2 separate regions of the Drosophila melanogaster genome follow, and region 1 is linked to region 2. A link is a contact called in public Hi-C data. All regions are on one chromosome and are shown on one strand. The core of a region is the stretch at or near the end of the contact, and the rest is flanking DNA. Distances in the headings are between cores, read along the strand shown.

Region 1 (7,395 bases), core at 1,917-4,416, 150 kb before region 2:
AGCCACTTCACTTCCGTTGACGCTTGCCCTGTCCATTCCGCGTAATCCAATACGGCCGATTATTTGTTGTTTGGTCAATCTGCATATATGTTTATAACCAACCCACTGAGCGATAAATGCAATTTTGATGTGGAGCACCGCAGCTGTCAATGACGGAATAATATTTTCAATAATTTTAAAATGCTCCCCTGGCAAATAAATTAATCGAAAATGCCGAAAATGGGCTCCGGCTTTGGCAAACCGTATAAATGCAAATGAAATTATAGCTTCAATTATTTCCACTATCATTTACATAGTACAAAAAAATAAAAGTTTTATAGTAGATAAATTAATGTTTATCGAACTTGAACCGCTTTTTAGCCAATTAAGATTTGGAATCTGTTTTAATGTGTATTGCATGGAGTCTAGGGCCTTGATCCCTTTGATTTCTCAATTTAGACCTTTAAACTGAATTTAAAGTTAACTTGGAGTTCATTAAAAAGTTAAAAGACGTGTGTGGTCTCTAAATCAGTCCATACCTGCATTCATGCATTCATCTCATCGGCACCATATTTAGGCGAGAAACGGACCGAATATTATGTCCTTTTGTTGTAAGAACAGATTTATGTTCTCAAAAACGCCCAACAGCAGGATAGAATTCTTACCTAAGCTGAGATTGAATTTATTTTATGAAAGCTAAGCTCCCCTTTGAATTGGAATGAAGCCCGGAATGCCAAAGTCGCCGAAACAATATGAACCATAAATGAAATCGTGCGTAAAATGCGAACAAAAGAAACCCGTTTGTCGTTCCATATTGGAGCGAATATAATTCCACAAAAAAAGAAAAGGAGGAAAAAAGTCAATATGTACAAACGTATGAATATGAAAATTGATGTATGAGAAAATTGCAAGGGCACGCAAAGCATTTTGTATTGCCGAGCTGAGTGATTGAGGACGGGTAGCAAATTGAGAACTTCGAATTGGGAATCAGCCTCAGATGGAAGGCAGTCCTTTTTTGAAGGGATGGGTAAAATTCCTTTGAGTATCAGATGCTGAGAAACCTAACAAAATGAGCTTTGATTTTGGGCATAAGGCAGAGTAACAGACCAACTGTAATACAATTTCCACTGTCTTGACAACTTTATGGGCTTACTGCCTGGCAGGTACTTTGAGCATTTGCAAATTTCCAATTTCATTTTTTTTTCCTATTTTGCATAACTAATTGTTGCTGGCGCAGGCAAAGAAACAGAGGTTGATGCCGAATTGGCTGCATAATCTGTACCATTTTGTTATCAAATTACACATGTTCAATTTCAACATATTATTGAGTGATTTGCATAGTGACTTGGGGGCAAACAATATGCCGGAGATGCTTGAATAATCTGGAAAATTTGATTGAGTTTAAAATGTAGCCAAGTTGGAAAATATTTATCTTGAATATTTATTCATAGCTTAATGCTTAAATAACTTTGAGTTTTTTGCTTGAATAACTTTTCAGTTTTTGTAAGAGTTTCTTTCGAAATGGTAACGAATTGTTCCTCGCATATGTTACTTGTCATTTCTTGGTTAAACAGGCCCATTAGGAAAATCAACAACTTTCCAACTTTTGGAGTTTAAGTAATTTTACCAAGAAGAACAGTATTCTCGCTTTGTCTATCTTTCCCCCGTTTCAACTAATGAAAATTTTAATTAAAATTGGCGACCCAAATTTTTATATGACGCCATCGTTTTCCTTTCGTATTTTTCTATGGCAAATTGTCACATCATTTTTCAAGTGTTATTTAAAATGCATTTTCTAGTAAATGATGTGCGGCATTTTAATTAGCTCTCCTTCCCAAGCAAAACTAATTCAATTTGCACTTGGCAAGCAAGCAGAAGAACAAAGAGAGAAAGAACCTCTAGCACGAAATTTGGCTGCGTTTTCTTATTATTTTATTTTTTTTCCTGCTTTTTTCGGGACTTCAAAGACAAGCGAAGTCGGTTGGTTCTTCGCCTGGTTGAAACGACTTAACGACTTCTGGTGGCTGGCATACAAATTAGTTTTTTTCACCGACAGAACGTAGGAAATATAGAGTACGGAACATTTCGCATGAGCGTTTTTTTATTTTATTTAACTTTTTCGGTTAACCGAAAAAATTAAAACATCATCATTTGGTGCACTCAGCCAAAAAGTCAAGTTTACTCGAGTCAAGTCAAGTCAACTCATCTCAACCCAGACTCTGGTCGGTGTGTCTGTTGAATTTCAATTTCGCTGCCCTGTCAACCCAAAAAGGCCGGAGTTCATATGAAAAACATTACGCATACGCACGGTTGCACAATTTTAAATGGCACGCGCACAACAAATTTTCGCCACCGAGCAAAATCAAACCGAGTTAAGATTTTTCTTTATCTCCCCTGTTTGACTAACCAGCCGTGTTTTCTGAGCAGCGGATTAGTTAACTACTTGACAACACCATCCAAAATTCAACTCCCCCATGAGTCTTCACTTTGAATCAAAGTTTTCCCAATGGAGACTGGGAACATGAGACTTTGTCTCATGTGACGCTGTGCGTCGGCAAACATGGAAAACATTTGTTGCCTCCGTGTGACTCGGCTTCTTCAGGTGATTCGCAAATAATCAAGAAAGTTTTCGTATTAATTTGAGAGAAGCTTTACTCCTGTTGTTGTCTCTTATTGACCTCAATTTATTCAGACCACGTTGGCTTCTGCGTTGGTTGAGGAAACTCAAAATTTGTCAAGGATTTACCGGCGAATTGCGTCACGGTGCGAGGTAAAAATGAAAAACGAACGTATATTTCATTAAAGCTTTCATAATCGAAACTTATATTACATTAAATATTAACAAAGTTAAGAATACATTTCTTGGCTTGCTCTGAGTCTTAAAAGTATAAAGGCTGTGGGATGATTTGTGTATATCGTAACAGAAATTTTAGGTGTTAGCTCTGAAAGAAATCTGCAGTACAATACTTGGAAATGAATACCACTGCTGTCGATGATCGCTTGGTTTTTTCCCTTCATTGGAATCCTTCTCCTTTATGGTGCGTCCATTCTGACTCGATATCTCAATCAAAATCAATTAACGCCCCAAACACTAAGCTACCGATTGTTGCCATTTCATTTGCTCTCGGACATACAGATAACACAGTCCCTTAACACCCTACTGCCCGCTGTCCAAGCCCATCCCCAATGGCTTGTCGTATGTTCCCTGGACAACGACAATGGCAGGCAACAAAAGCGCCGGGCATCAACTCCTCCAAATGAAGCCAGAAAGTAACGCAACACATAAAATAAAAAATTGAAAAAAAAAAACAAAACAAAACAAACAAGGGTTTAAAATTGAAGCGGAAATACCCTTTTTCAATCGTTTTATCCATTACCAGATTAGTTTCTGAAATTTTCATATCATATTTATATAACATATACAATTTTATAGTATTTAATTGCCTTTAATTTTGATATTTCATTTATTACTATAACATTTTTAAAGTTTCAGATTCAATTCCAGTCTGCAATTCCCAAAGTGTCAATTTACGTCATGGCGATACAAGCAGGCAAGAAATCTACAATACCCTCTAACTGTACAGCCACTGGAAACAAACAACAAAAAAAAAAAGGAACTACAAAAACAAGGATACTCTTTGGGGAGTGGAATATCGCTGAGAAGTCGCCAAATTGGGTACAAAAAAATGGACAGCGGGCTGGGGAGAACCCTTTTGTCAACATAAATGAAATGCGCCCACAATTTCAAGTTTGGCGACGCCGTCTCTCTCTCTCTCTCCCCGTCGCAACTCTAAAAGTATAAAAGGAATGAAAAGCGAAAAGCACAATAACAACACGGGCAGCGAAGAGTGGTTAAAGGTTGGTTAGGGTCCTGCGATGGGTGGGTTGGGGTTTTCGGTGCTTCAGTCGTACAAAAGAAATGACATTCGAGTGCAGTGCAGTGCAAAAAATGACATAAGAATGCATTAAAAGCGCGCGTCAACGTTGACTGACTACGGAGTGTGGGAAAAGGACGGCGGGCGGGAGTCCTGCGAAAGAGACGGCAAGAGAGCAGGGCGGTACAAGGACAGCGACAGAACGAGACAAGAACAACACAGCCAGATACTGCGAGAAAATGCTTTTCCAACAATGCACCAGACGAGACGGCGTCAAGTTGACTTCCACATCACAACCTCAACTCCCTCGCAGGAGACATCATCCATGGTCCCCGAGCCCATTCCACCGATTTCTCAACAGGGCAGAACGGCGGAGAACTCGAAAAAGTGCTCGCACAAAATGACAAACAGTCATACTGATTGAATAATGGTCGTAAATCGCATTGGTGACATTGCTCCAGGTGCTTTGGTGGGGCAATATTGGGATTTTGGGCAATGGAACGAGCTTGAAAAGATGGTTTTCACTTTGAAAAACGAAGAAAAATATAGCTTCTTGTAGAACAAGAAAACAAATTTAAAGTTTGAGGTACACAGGTGTTGGTTAGATTTAAAAACTGTTTTTCTGTAAAGAACTTCCAACGATTTGTATGCCATATTTACAGACTGCTTGGTCAACTTCATGTATATATATTTTATAAATTTTTTTGAATAGCTTGATCAGAATCGTAAGCAATAGTTAAACTTATATTGCTTAAAGCTGCACTGTACTGCAAAGCTTTTCAGCACAATCTTCATTGCAACTGCAATTCTTTTTTAAGTGTTTAAGAACTCTACTCCAGCCTCCCTTTTAAATAGCTTATGGATTTTTGAGGGCCTGCACCCAGATCTAAAAATCCAAATACCATTTAGCGTTTTGAAATTTATGTGTTCACAAAAACTTCAATTCATTTTTTTTTTTTTTTTTGGATCCAAGCTTCGCGTATTTTTTCCAGCTCTGCCGATTTATATAGAACTTGTTTGGCAGCTAGCAATTGGATTAGAGCCGTGAGATGGTTGACAGGTTTTTTCCGGGCTGCAAGTTGAATGGGGTGGGCTTGGGGCAGTGGCAACATGTTGATGTTAAATTGATTGGTGGCAATAGGATTACCTAGACACGCCGTCTCCATCACGAAGCGAAGTAGTTCGATGTGAACTTAATCGACAAAGTTGGTCGAATTTTGTGGTATGAAAGGGTAGAAAGTTAATGCCATTTATAAGGGTGAAGAATATCTTGATTGGATTGATTTTGCTTTGTATGTACATCTCATTAAAATTGTTCTTCTATCCACAACAATTTATCAATATGAAATTCATTCCAGAGCTGCTTGCCATAACTTTAAATTTATTTTCGCGCAATTTAGTTTTAGAATTCCTAATGGTCATCAAACCATTAGCACCCGCACCCCAAATTAAAGATGCACCCCATACTGACAGCCACCCCCAACATTAAAATGCATTTTATGCAGTCGCACACAACATGTTATCGCTTCGGTCCACCCCGCATGCCAATTTGTCTATAAATGTCTTTATGTGAATAGAAGTAATTTCCTAGTCCCCTTAATCAATGGATTCCAACCCTAATGTCAACGAAAGGAAGTCAAATCAATAGCCACAAATTTCGACATTTGTCCAACGACTTTGCGAAACTTTTTTTGCGTTGGTATTATGGCGGAGCGAGTAAGAATTTGCAATTTTATGAGAAGGCGAAATGCGTATCCTTCACCCCCGAGGAACGGAATTAATACATTACACATTTAAGCCCTCCCCTGAACTTGACATGACCCGATGAACCCCGATGAGATCGAATGTTGCACATAATTCGAGGCAAAGTATTTTTAGCGCGTGCCAGAAAACTAGGGTGGAAACTTTCATTTCCCCCCACTTAATTTCACCCCCCCCATGGTGGGTGGGTGGCGGTCTTAAGAAGTTAAGTTAAATCGCAACGGCGTCGACAATCAATTGATTTATGCAAGTCTATGGGCGGCGGGCGTTTGAGTCTTTGATATTTATTTGCCAAATATTGTATTTGGTGTGGCTGGCCAGCCCTGCAAAAGGACATTGTTTCATGACCCGGATATTGGCTTAGTCCGATTGAACTTCCTTGTCTTAATTGCCCAGAGGCAGTTAAATTTCAACCATTTGCTTTATTACGAATTTTCTTTTAAAGCTCTCATCGTTTATTTCAATTTGTTGTTTACATCAGACATTTTTTTTCGCGTTTTCCCTCTGGGTTTTATGATTGCTCTTTTATTATATAATCGAATTTTCGTTTCGCTTAAGCCGCTTTCGCCTCAGTAAAATTTTAGCCCAGTTTATGGCTTGCAAGTCGCTCCCAGTGCGTAACGAAGATTCCTAAAGGATTAGTGTTTCTTTACCAAATATTTGCGCGATGTGTTTCATCATGTGAACGCTAAATAATATGAAAGAGGAACTTTATACAGTAATTTGCAATATAAAGAAACCTCTTTTAAATCAAGGATGACAGAAATAGTTATACATTTACATACAAGTTTAAGAATTTAGATAAATTTATATTGCTACATTTTTTTTTTAAATTCTTGTTTAGCTCCCGAGAAAAAGACTTTTTTTTGGTTTAGTTTAGAAAGCTGATTTAAAAGATTTTCTATATTCTTGACCCACTGTGTCTTTTATATGCTTGAAATCATTTCCAGCCGCTACCTTTGCAGCATTTTTGTCGGTTACTTAAAAAAAAAACGTCTTATCACTTTCTTATCATTTATCTTTATTATGACCTAAGACCCTCAACAAACACGGCTTCATTTACTTTTCAACAAGAACACAAAAAATGTAAAAGTAAATAAAGAGGAGAAAAGCCGAAAACCTCAATGCAAGGCAACTTCCGTGTGCGTAGCCTTTTCCTTCCTGCCCTCGTTGCCATTGTCATTGAAACTTTGTGTTTTGTTTGGGGCTTGGAGGTTTGAAAAAGAATAAACGAAGGAGGCCCCAGAGAAGAATCAAGCGAAACAAGTTTGTTATTTAGCTTTGGCACCTAGTGCCCGTTTACGTCCTGTATATTTACGGCGGCAAAAAGGCAAAAAGGATGTAGCACAAAACGCCTTTTGAGGGTAAACACTTCAAAATGAAATGAACCTGGTCATAGACTGATGGAGAGCTTAATCCCAGCTAATTGATTGCCATTACGTGGTTGGTTTTTTTTTTCCATCGCCTCGTTGGATTGAAAATACAGTCCGTTCTTATTGAACAGAAATAGTTGGTTCTTAAATGAAAAGGAGGTTAAATAGGCAAACAAACCACGAGAGAGCGCCGATTCAATGGCATATAAAAAAGCGATTTCAGGGCAGTTGTCTTTGGGGCTTCCGTTGACAAAAGACGAAAGCCTCGTCCTTCAACCACCTTTGTCCAAGATCTTGGTCCTTTGGCCTATGCAAACATATTGAACTTCCGCTTGTGTGGACGCTTCGGACATTGGGCTTTACTTAACGTTTGCGCTTCAGATTGAAATGGACTAGTGGTCCATTGT
Region 2 (6,836 bases), core at 4,306-6,805:
CAAACCAGCTGCCTGCTGGCCCAAAGAATCCCCTTTTATTCCGCCCCTGTCACCACACACACGGCTTATAGCGGCCCCCGGCAACTGCCACGCCTCCCAACGCCCATCATCCCGCAAGATTCTCTGTTGGCCTTCGTAAAGTGCTTTTTAAAATCCCGCCCGGAGCATTTTGTTTGTTTGCATCATTGGCAGCTGTTGGTGGCCAGCTCTTGATTCTGTGGGCGGTTTGGAAATCGAGGAGGCCCGGGGTGCGGCAACCGCACAACTTTAAATTTGTTGGACACCCCTTTCTCCTACGGGCTTTGTTTGTCCCGCTCAATAAAGCATCTTTGACGTATGGTTTACGCCGCTCCATAATCACCCTTTCTTACCCGTTTGCCAACCGAAAACCCTTCCAAGCACGATAAAAATATGAACGGAAGCTTTAGAGCTCAGCCGCAACCTCAAGTCCAGAGTTGTCCCTTTAACCGCACTGAAAAAAAAAAACCGTTTAGTTTAACTGTCGGCATGATACGGAGATCTCGGAGAAATCGGAAAATATATTATTTTGTTTTTTTTTATCTAGATGTTTGAGAGAGAAAAAGCTATATTTCAGAAATTTGTTATAAATGAGGTAGATCTGGAATAGTTCTGATTTAATTGCTGTTTTGCGAAGTGCATTTGTCCTTGCCTCTCTGTCACCCCAAATGCCATCCTCTCGTTCTGCCACTCCAACCCAGTTACTGTCTTTTACACTGTTTATTGATGCTTTTGTTGTAGTTTTCTGCTGCTGCTGTCGCAGACATTTGCTGACGTCTATTATGCCTTTTTATAGAAATTTTCTTCGGCTCTCGAATAGCAACAACTTTTCGGGAAAACTCAGTAAAGGGAGAAAGGGGTGTTGGAGGAGTACTGGTCTTAGTTTACAACATTGTCTTGCGGTTGCTGCAAGCAAAATGGTTTTATGCAAAAATTTTCCATTGCCAGTTTTTTGGGTCTATTTTTGGGGAAACTGTTTAAAAGTTTGGAGTGGAAAATTTCCGCCATGGCGACAAGCTCCCTGTAATGGATTATGATCAATCAGCAACTTGAAATAAGCCCAGCTACACAATTTGTTAAACTGTTAAACCACAAACTAAATAATGATTGTATTGCATTAGATTCACGAAATAAAATATTTTAATGGCTTCATAGAAAGTTTTCTGCACTTTCCATTAAAATTCATATTGATTGAGCTTGGTTGAACTGTGTACAATATAACTAAAGTACTACTAGTAAAACTCACAGACGGAATATGAGTGTGGTTTATCTCAGGCTCATATCCTCACCCATGGCACTGGCAAACTCTAATCTCTTTTTCGCCATGTAATGAAGGACGCAATTAGACAAGCTAAAGCCCCAAGCAACCCAAGACTAAACCGAAATACAACCGAATTTTTCCGTTCCCTACATACCTGACTTCCGCTCCACAGGATGCAGGACCCGGCTGCCATTTCCCCTGGCCACAAACTGCAGTCGAGGGAGAGACAAACTGCTATTATGGCACACGATAAAAAGTAAATGGCAGAGAAAGAAGAGAAAAGGCAACGAAACGGGGGGGTTAAATAAAAAATCGGAAGCCGAAAGCGGGCGCATAAAAATTGCATTAAAATTGCCACGCGGACATCCGCAATGGACCCCGAACTCCATTCCGAGATCGGAATAGCCCAGGTCTTCGTTGTCCGGACCCCCGAAATGCAGCGGAAATGCAAAAGTAGACGGAAGTGCAAGTTGTGCAAGAAACTCTGCATCGAATTCTGGGTGGGAGCAAAATTAAATGTTTCCGGAAAGGGTGCCGAAATACAAGCCGCCGACTGACATCCCGGAATGGAACTTCAAACAATTTTATTGTCATTTGCCGGGCGCCATTTTGGCGGTTTATTGCATCCACTTTGGGCTTTCATTATGGGGAGGGGGGCACCTTTGACCACCAGAATCATCGCTGTCCCCTGGTCACCAGCCTTACTTGCCTTCCGTCCGTGTCTAACTTGGCACATCATTTAGCGACAGCAAATTCCCGTACAGCCTGACTTGGTCACTTGTCGCCTCGACACTGCCGCCTTACATCCATTAATCAATCAAGTTCCTTTCTTTTAGCGGCATATTTTCCTGGATTCGGTCAAAGGACTCTCGAATTCACACACGCACTCTGCGACAATTAGCGCCCAGTTCCGGGACTTATGCGCTTCCTTCAAGTGTTTTCCGTTAATGAGCGACAACTTTTGGCCTCGCAACAACTGCCTGGTGCTTTTTTATGGTATCTCAAGCATAGGTGGCGGATTGCAGGCTAGTTTTGAAATATATTTTTTAGGTTTCGTTTTGGTTTAATTCCATTCAGTAGCTTAAAGTTGCATCTAAGCATCCTAGCTAGGTTTATTGTTCGGGGGCTGGAAAAACATAATTTATATCAGATAACATTTAATATTTTCAATATTTTGAATTTGGCGTAAAATAAAAGAAAGCAAAACACTTGCTAAAATCTCAGGTTTTTGCCTACATTTCCTTGGCCAACCTATGACTCTAGAAGTAGTTGCTAAGCTCGCCCCCTCGCACTGAACTTCGCACGCCCATGAACCGAGTTGGCTCATCAACTCTCGCTTCATTAGCTGCACACTCCAAAGGCCAATGCCAAGAGGTGAAAAAAGGAAGAGAGCCCTACTACATACGTATATTTTCGGAAAGAAGCTGCTACTACTTGCAGACAATAAACCAGCGGGAAAAAGAAAAGCTCTGGGAGCCGAGCAGGTCAAAGTTACACAAAAGGAAAAACTTGAACGGAGGCAGTAATAGCAACAAAAACCACAACAAGGAGCGACAGGAACTGCTGCTCCTGCTGGCTTTTCCCACCCACAATGCCGACCGCATCGCAGGCGTCGTTGTTGTTGTTGTTGTTGGTTGTTGGCCGTCCTGTTTTCCAGCCTGTGGCTGATTGATCTCGTGGGAAATTTTGCACAGTTGATGCAACCAACGGCAGCAGGGACAAAAGAAAAAAGTACAAAAAAGTAGTAGAAAAAAAGCATAGAATACGGAAAATAAAACGTAAGTTTTCCCCCCGTATTTGCCACTTCTTTTGTTTCGGCTCTTGCGTTTTGTTTTTCATCTCGTTTATTCTTTCGCTGGCGCACACGAAAATTAACTTAATGTCACTTACACTTTAGTGCTTTGGGTTAATTTGGTTAGATTATTGTTAATATCCTTTGGGGTGCTCTTGGCCACGGTGTTACTGCCTTCGAGAGTGTGTGAAGGTCCTGGCCGAGGACTTTTCGCACCACTGAGCTGCGGGGCCCATTAAGAGTTTAGGCTGTTCTAAAATTTTCCACATAAAAATGATGCATTGGTCCCGGTCGAAAGTTTGTGTATTGCTTTCGGCCAGAGATTTGACAAACACATAAATATATCTACGAAGTTGTCCGTTGCATGGATGTGATGAAAATTAAATATATTTTAAAACATTGAATCTTTAAATATCTTTAAACTTTATTTATCATTTACATTTGACCTCAAATATTTTATACCATCTAAGGTTCTTAAAGCCGCGAAACTCCAATAAAAGCATAAAAAATCAGCAATATGGCAAATAAATTTAAACAGTATTCATCGGCTTTTAGGCACGTGTTGGCGCTAAAACTTTCCAAGGGAACAGATTGCCCTCCATATTCATAAGTCAATTGAAATTTATGACACATGCCGTCCCACTGCGCAAATACTTTGTTTATCTCTGGAAAAATATTTATATATGTGCGGTCGTAGGACCCACCCCATTTTTTCGACTTGGCATAATAATTTACAAAGCATTTTACGCTTCGCTTCGCCTGCCATTTGCATTAGCCGCAAAGTCAGTTTACCAATTTAGGAGCGAAGGAATAAATATGTTTGCAATGTTAATGTAAATATAAGTAGGATGCCTGATCTCCGATTTGTTTCACTGTTTTTAATGTGTCTCAGGTGCTGATTCGTCGGATGCAGGAGAAGTAGACGTATAAAAAATGGACACTTAACAAATGGATTTCGCGAATTGTCAAAAAAATGATCCAGCTAGCTTAGTGCGCTGAGCGATAAGTTGGTACAGAAAGGTCATTGTAAATGGATATTCTATTATTAAACGCTAAATGCTCGGGACATATTTTCTGTTCTGTATTAACTATTTCTCTGGCCACCTTGTAGTGCATCATAAATTAAAGCACAATATTTAAATTTGTAATTGACCGACCTTAAAATGCAATCTTTATTTTCTCGCGCAACAATAAAAAATCAGAGTATTGTATACGTAAATTGCGTGTGTTTTTATGACAACGGCGGGTACAAAAGTCCTCCGGCATTTTTTACAACCTGACACCCTCCATCCTTTTGCGAATTACGCTTCCATTTGTATGCAGGGATGCCGTGCCCTTCTATGCGATTCTCATAATTACATTAAGCATATTAAAGCTTGCCGCCGCGTTTGAGTCGGTGTTCCTTCTCCACACACATGTCTGTACATATATGTGTGTACATACATACACATCCCTTCGCGGCGCACAACTAATAACGTGTCATAAAAGATTTTCCTTACTTTAAGTAGGCGGTAGTCAGTCGGTTATGCGGCATAGAGCGCAGCATATTGAAACACCTTAAAACCTTACGAAAAGGTGGAGGTAATACACCGTGATTCTCGAGTAAGGGGATCCCTGATAGGGGCTTACCCTAATTCCTTGACTTGGCACTAAGCAGTAAATGCATTATCCCTAATTAATGGCAATTAATTAAGCCTCACCCAGCGATTTAGCTTGCAAATGAAAATCGATTCCCTGTTTAAAGGTGTTATGAATGATATGATTTGTTTCATTAAGAAGTTCATTGATTGTCTATTGCCTTAATTAATAAACGAATTGCTCGACTATTTGATACCTCCCTAGAGTGAGGTAAAAAAAATATGATAAAGAAGTACTTCCACTTTTTCCACAAGCGTGACAGCTTTGGTGGGCGTGGCAAGTCGTATGAATCTTAAACTTAATTATCCATATTTGATATTTCTGGAGATCTCGACTTCATAAGAATAAATGGAGTTAGGGTATAGTCGTTTAAAGAGTTGTAAGACAAACTTGTCTTCAAACAATAATATGTTTTTAAATAATAATAGAAAAAACGTATTAAGCTCGCAAATAAAGTCCTTCAATCAAAGGGGTTTCACTTATGTTATTACCAGCAGGCGTAACCATGTTAAATAATTTCCCAATATTTTAACAGTGTTGGGACAATCAACTTTTTGTGGGAAAATTTCTTTCGGCGAATCTCTTTCTTAAATTAGAAAATTTAATATATTAGTATAAGCTGAATATGAAATATTTTAAAATTAAATATAACAGTAAAAAATATTTGTGACTATTTTGATGTTCCGACCGTTAAATATTCCTGGGCTCTCTCTCCGAGGTCCTTCGTTAAGTTGAGAGAAAAGGTCCTGCCAAAGCGACATAGAGAGGGAGAATACAAAAACCCGAGGAGCCACGAAGGTATTTCCTTTCTGGGGCGATGCTGGCGACGATGACGAGAAAAATCAGCAGTTTCATTGATAACGCGCAACGAATTGGATCTCAGTCAAACGCCGGCCAGCTGCACTGTCACAAAATTCGTTTTCGTGGCTGCAAATTCACAAAGAAAACAGATTAAAAACGACATCTGTAATGTAACTATATCGTGTTTTGCTCAGAAGTAATGCTGATGACTCACTAGCTTCATAGTTTCTCGAACCAATACTCGGCTCATTGATTCTTCGCTTGTTTTTTCGCAGCGCGTGTGTTTAATTATATAGACCATGTGGATTACTGTGCCACTGGCAAAAACAACAACGAAACCAGCAAATTAATTCAATCGTGTGCAATCTGCTTGTGGGTGCCAATTTGGGTTTCCTTTCAAATTAGTGCGATAATGATATAGACTGAACTGAAATCAAAAATAAAATTACAATATGCCGGCAATTCAAAATGGTAAATAAGTGAGTTATCATCCCAATACAATAAAATATGGGGTATATTTAAGTGTTACATGCAGTATTTTTGAACAGAAGAGATCCCCTTCATTTTTACTGCGTTTCAATTAATTTCAAATTTAAAATTAATTAAACTGAGAGGACCCGCAAAATGGCCACTAATTAGTTTGGCCTGCGCTGACCATTGGCCCCGTAGCAGCGCTCATGACCCTGGCATGGCAAAAAAATTTAAAAAAAAACCCGACATTTCTTATTGGACAAACAAAATAAGGGAATCGACCCAATTAAACTTCCGGCATATTTTTGTTTTCTGCGTATTTTATTTAAGCGCCGACATTTTCAATCCAACCTTTTCAGCAATTTTTTCGACCCCTGTAGATTTATCTAAATACGTAGGGGTGTCCTGGTAACACCTCCCACCCAAATGTTGTTTTCCAGCTCGAAGCGAGTTCTTGGTCGATTCTGGGGCCTTGTTCAGTGGTCGACTGTCGTCCAGTTGGCGTCACATAAATTTATATGTATTTCCAGCAAGCTTCCCGCCTCGAGGGGCTGACAGTGACTTAATGAGCTGCGGAAGTTAATGTGCAACTTGGCTCAGACTTGTTTCCATTTTTGCTGGCAGATTTATTTGCATATTTGGGCTAACTCGGCTAGCCCGATTTTTTCGCTTTGGCTTTTTCGCTTTGGCCTTCTCAGTTCATCCGTTTGTTTTTCTGACCCAATTTCGGCCTAATTAACAATTATTCTTTGCCCAGAATATTTATATTTATTATTTGTCACCCAAATAAGTACATTCGATTGAAGTGTAAAAGTGTAAATTTATTATTTATGTTTTTGTATTACATCCATATAT

What was found. A called contact is a pair of places that touch in the nucleus more often than the background predicts.
Region 1: a Hi-C map of the Kc167 cell line shows a contact between it and region 2, with 1.5 times the contacts expected there. The contact joins the enhancer-like site here to the promoter of beat-Ib in region 2. A contact is called at or near these places in 12 of 107 Hi-C or Micro-C datasets (the D17-c3 cell line, the Kc167 cell line, the S2 cell line and 4 more).

The regions. Positions count from the first base shown.
Region 1 is chr2L:16,109,647-16,117,041 of dm6, reverse strand. No RefSeq gene overlaps it. Among named protein-coding and RNA genes, the nearest start is that of CG4891, 18 kb to the right of the region's middle. Within about 2 kb of position 3,166, at least 8 of the 39 cell types and tissues checked have an H3K27ac peak or open chromatin away from gene starts, as enhancers often do. A contact at or near this core is called in the Kc167 cell line and larval brain, where this site is marked.
Region 2 is chr2L:15,961,154-15,967,989 of dm6, reverse strand. beat-Ib (beaten path Ib) reads left to right here and starts at 5,555. Exons shown (of 7, transcript NM_078855.4): 1 at 5,555-5,981. It overlaps lncRNA:CR43803 (long non-coding RNA:CR43803), which reads right to left. Exons shown (of 3, transcript NR_073786.1): 3 at 6,800-6,836.